Regions from separate parts of the Zea mays genome. Here region 1 is linked to region 2. The links are chromatin contacts, called in public Hi-C maps. All regions are on one chromosome and are shown on one strand. The core of a region is the stretch at or near the end of the contact, and the rest is flanking DNA. Distances in the headings are between cores, read along the strand shown.

Region 1 (2,700 bases), core at 102-2,601, 570 kb before region 2:
AAACCTAACAGTCAATATAGTGCACAAATACAGTACTAGGGAACACAATTATGTACACAATACAAACATCAAGATGCAATCCTAAAAGTAATTATAACAAAACGTGGGTTACTAACCAAATGCGCAATGGACATAAACTGGCTTCCCCTCAGATCTCTTTTCACAAGCCCAACGTGCAGCCTTTTCGATCTGGTGCGGTGTTGGAGCTCTGGTATCCCAAGTTGCAAGGCAAAGATACTCGTTTGCTGGAACGAATGAACTTCTTGGAAGCTCACAAGTGCAATCTATGACAGATGGGTTTCCAGGGGGCAAATGTTTCAAGAGAAACGGCCATCCTCCGAGATATAGGCCTTCCACGATCTTGTCATACACGGCCTCCTTCCTCATGTATCTCTTAACCATCGCATATGTCCGAGCAAGCGTCAAGAAAGGACCAAACAGTATAATCGACCAAAGAGGAAATCTTCCAACCGAGTTCTTCCCCAAGATCCACGGTAGGTTGATGGCATCATGCGATGCAACCGTGACAATGGAAGCAACAATACCGGTGGCTAGGAATGGAAGCATAATAATCCTCATTCCCAACTGGCACAGACTAACAGATGTGACAAGAAAAGCTGTCGCGGCAATGCCTGTCACCTTGGATATCCCCATTACTATCTTTTGTAGTTACATAAGATCACCTCCTCTGCGTTGTTGCAGGCCAAATCTGCACCAACGTTCCAGCAGGTCATTTCTAGCAGAGCAGTGAAATTTGACTTCATTCTGAAGAAGAAAATAAAACATGTGTGCCTCGGAACATCAGGTCTATTCATTCCAGAAATAGCAACGAAGCATCATATGTTAAAGCATGCCGGCAGCTTGTTGGCGCTGATGAGGGGGAATCGAATTAACAAGCATGCGCATTTGGTCCATCTGTCTAAGGTCCAGAGCATGTTGCTTAGTGTGACTCCGCCATGCGCAGCCTATGACAAACCGGGAAAACTAGATGCCTAGATCCAAGCAGCGGGCAAGATCCAAAGATTACAAATATAACGGATCAAGAATATCACAGTAACAATATATTCATGAAACATGAAATGTCCATATATATATACTGATCCGAAACAAGTAACACGGGACAGGGAAAGAACATCACCATGTTCGCGCGCGGGAGGAGCTTCCGGGATTGCCTTGGCAGTCAGGCGAGGCGTGAGGAGCGGTGGGGGTATGGGGCAGGGGAGCAGAGTCCGGAACCGAGGGCGGCAAGGAGAGGGGGATGAAGATGGCCGGTCGGCCGTGTCCGTACAGGCTGCGCCCTCCATTGGCATTGCTCCCCGGCATCGTCGGGGACGGAGACGTGCTGACTGCTGACCGACCTGGTGGGCCGTCGAAAGCACGTAGTAGTAGTACCTTGAGGCCCAGCCCCGTGCAGCTTTACAGAACGGGCTGACGCCGACGGGATTCTGACCTCTGGAAAAGGCTGGACTGAGAGCTGTAAAATGCCAAAAACCCTAGTTGAATGATCAATCAATGCATGTAACGTCAAACCTAATTCGCTTGTAGACGCTGATATCTGAACCTCGCCCCTTTATGATTCATCCTATCGCCTGGCTAGGCAACTGTCGATTGCCACTGACCACTTGACTTGGCTCTACCATAGCCCCAAAACCAAAGCCCAAAGAAGGTGATCACGCGAAGTAGCAGAATGAGCGCCAACAACTTATATACATACTACATTAAATCTTGTGGATAATAAAATCTACAAGTTTCAACTAAAGTTTTCACCTGATAGTTGGTGTATACACGACAAATTTGATATGTACCGACATAGTTTAACGAATTTTCATGGATCCTCGAGGCTAGTTAGATTTTTGAATGCTCTCAAAATTTTGTTAGCTACCTCATGAATACTATAGTCATTATATAAAATTTAATCTCATTAGTCGGATATTCATCGTTCAGTCGTCTTCTTTTTTGGTATTGTTCTTGCGTCACAGCTTTAGTTAATATATCAATTAGCTAGAAAATGGACTCATGAACTAAAATAATTTATAAAGATCTAGAATTCTTATTCCACGTCGAGTACTTAGATTTGATAACATTATATAATATTTTTTATCATATAGTTTTGATGGACTGATGGGCACCTCTTGTATCGTAATCCTGACTCCGCTCCTGATACTTTCAATTTTACACTAAAAGAAAACCGACTTTTGAAAAAAGTTATTTCCTAGTTTGAGTCCTTTAGTTTGCCTTTTACCTTTTAGGGGGCAAAAGCTAAACCAAATACACCATAATACCCTATTTGGATGTTAATTGTTTTTCAGTGGCTAACAACTAGCCAGCAAATAATTAGCTGACAAACAATTACCCAAGTACGTTTGAAGTCTTGGCTATTAGATGTCTAAAACATAGTTTCGTTTTACCCACGACAAACCATTAGCCAGGAGGGAAAGGAAAGACACCGACAGAGAAATGGTCTTTTCTCTTTTTATGATCTATTAATTAGTATCTATTAGCAAGGTTAAATGGCTAATGGTCAAACAATTTACTAGCCCTCTACTAATTAATTAGCTAATCAGTTTGGAACCTAAAGTGCTAAAATTAGTTGATAAATTGTTTACGAGGTAGATCCAAACATATCCTAAATCTACTACTTACTACTCCTACTCTAAACAGACCTTAACTCTACCAATAAACATCATTAAACGGTAAGAC
Region 2 (2,799 bases), core at 6-2,505:
TAGTACTAAGCTGCATGTGCATCGTTACGGTTTCTATATATGATAATGTTTCTTTGTACAACATAAGCTAACATAAGTTGTAATGGTTTGAAGCGAGTGCTTTCATCCTAGATAGAGACCACAATTTGAATCTCGTTGGCTGCTCTCTTTTTCCATATTTCGCTGGCGCACGACGAACGCTGGCGACGCTCGTAAACTCATGCTTTATATTTAGGTATGGATTCAGATACTTATACGGATGTTAAGTTTTTGGTCTTCTTTCTTCGATTCCGAACAAATAAGATATAGAATTTGTTGTGTCACTTTATATGTTTGTTTTTAACATTGAGCTTATTAAGATTCATATATATATATATATATATATATATATATATATATATATATATATATATATATATATATATATATATCTTTTTTAAAAATAATTGATATAAAATTCGGAAACTGTTACAAAGCTTTTCACCTTTTTCATTGTAGGGAGAAAATAATGCACACAATAAATTATACAAAAAATATTCTTGTCTTCAATAATATGCTTAACAACATGATTAAAGATTAGCACCAAATTCTATGCACATCTATGTAAAAACATTAAATTTGTAATATAATTGGGATGTTTAGGATCCATCCCTATTTATATTAGTTGCGTTACGGTTTCCATATATCATATAGATAGACATTTCTTAAATGAGACAATTATTCAGATACGATCATATTTTGTATATTCGAATTATTAGTATATATGTATATTTATAATATCTCTCATTTATATGACATAAACATAAATGATAAGTTGTATAATCAAGTGAGCTTGCACTATATTATCCATCCACCACATATATAACGCTAGTAAAACTGTAATAGCAAGCAAGCAAGCAAAACTCCCACCAACTACTTATACATTTACATTTGATAAAAATTAAGAAGTAAATAAGGAGACACCAAGTTTATTGTTCGAATATAAAATAAAATAACAGCATGCACTAGATTTGGTCGGGTTTAAAAAATCCACTGTCCGCCGTAACCATGACCCGTCGGTTAAAAATTGACCAAAACTTGTAAGAGTAAAACCATTCGGGTTTGAGTACCAATTGCCATCTCACCACGGCACCACCCAGGCACCCACGCCTTTGGTCATGCGCTAGTTACTTTATGACAAGTGGGCCAGCCACGCGCAGTTATGGCGCCACCCTCCGCCACGGAACACGAGCCAAGAAGCGGTAGGTGGCGCCAACGACTCGTCGTCGTCGTATCCGCGGTCCGGTTCCTCTCCTCCTGCTGCGAATGCGATCCCTGCCCTGCTCCCCGTTCTAGATTAATTGCCTTTAGTTATTCCCTTCCCCTCGGCTCGCGTGTTAATCCACGGATTAAACTCGCACCTGCCCTCCTCGTCCTTGACACACTGAACGAGTGCCCGCCTGCCCGGAGCAGAACCATTCTCGCCCTCTCCCTCTGGCCTCTGCCTCCGCCTCCGCGGACGAAACCGCCGGCTGGGTCCAAGTTTAGCGCGTCGGACCCTCGCTCCCCAATCTCAGAGCAATGGAGGTGGAGGCGGCGGGGCCGGATAAGCTGGCGCCTCCCTCGCCGGTGGAGGGCCCCGGCGAGAATGGCGCGGCCACCAAGGTGCAGAAGGTGTACCGCAGCTACCGGACCCGCCGGAAGCTCGCCGACTCCGCCGTCGTCGTCGAGGAGCTCTGGTATCTTCTCGGACCCTTCTCCTCTCCACGGCCCATGCCTCTGGTGGTGTGGCTACTGGCTCCTTCCCCCCCTTTGTCCGGCTCGATTTGGTACTGAACGACGAGAGTGGCGGCGTACGCCCCCTTTGCTTTTTTTGGGATTCGCTTTTCTTCGGTTCTTGCTGCTCTGCGTCGTGTGTTGCGTCCCATTCCATCGAAACGGCCCTCCTTTGGTTCTTGCAGATTTTGGTGTCCCTGGAAATTTTTTTTGCCTAAATTTGGTTACAGCTTACTAAAGACTTTTCTTTTTTTTCCCTGTTGAGGTTGAGATTTGATTGAGACTGATATAGATGGGGTTTGTGATTGGGGTCAATGAACGAAGGTGGCAGGCGCTGGACTACGCGCGCCTGGAGCACAGCACCGTCTCCTTCTTCGACGAGCCCAAACCGGAGACCGCCGCCTCGCGCTGGAACCGCGTCAGCCTCAACGCATCCAAGGTCCTCCCAACTGCTACGCATGTCACTCATGTTCGTCTGTTGCTCATGTCGCTGGCTTGTAACAGGTGGGCCAGGGTTTATCCAGAGACGGCAAGGCCCTCAAGCTGGCTTTCCAGCACTGGATCGAAGCGGTGAGTACATACTGTGCTAGTAATCGCTAGTGCTACCTTTTAGTTTAGTACAATTACTTTGGATCTGGTGCTGTTCCTATGCGTCTGTGTGGAAGGAGGCTACTTTCCGTTATCATTTGACTTGGACTTTAGTCTTGTGTGAACATGGTTTGTAAAAATGCCCGCCTGTTCAGCTCATAAAAGTCGCGTCCGTTTCTTGATAAAGTGATACTCAGTTGTTTGCAACGCTAAATTGCAATGGAACCTTTATAGCTGTATTCACTTGTTCAGTTGTTCTGTGTAGATCGACCCGCGGCATAGGTATGGGCACAACCTGCACTTCTACTACGATGAATGGTGCAAAAGCCAAGCAGGCCAGCCATTCTTCTACTGGTAAGAACCTCACCACAAACGGCTTAGTCACATTGGCAAATTCCGTTCTTTGAACAAAATAGCGCAATGCATATTCAAACGTTTGCTCGTGCCAGAGATTTCCAGTTACCATAGGAATGTCTG

The links. Hi-C and Micro-C count contacts between places; a contact is called where the count stands out from the background.
Region 1: a contact with region 2 is called in a Hi-C map of ear, with 1.6 times the contacts expected there. The contact joins the promoter of LOC100282991 here to the promoter of LOC100383398 in region 2. A contact is called at or near these places in 2 of 25 Hi-C or Micro-C datasets (ear and endosperm).

The regions. Positions count from the first base shown.
Region 1 is chr4:194,572,619-194,575,318 of Zm-B73-REFERENCE-NAM-5.0, reverse strand. It overlaps LOC100282991 (membrane-associated phospholipid phosphatase), which reads right to left and starts at 1,351. Exons shown (of 4, transcript NM_001155895.1): 1 at 1,139-1,351; 2 at 117-709. The coding sequence starts at 654.
Region 2 is chr4:194,001,709-194,004,507 of Zm-B73-REFERENCE-NAM-5.0, reverse strand. LOC100383398 (putative calmodulin-binding family protein) reads left to right here and starts at 1,255. Exons shown (of 9, transcript NM_001176053.2): 1 at 1,255-1,697; 2 at 2,059-2,173; 3 at 2,239-2,304; 4 at 2,588-2,676. The coding sequence starts at 1,540.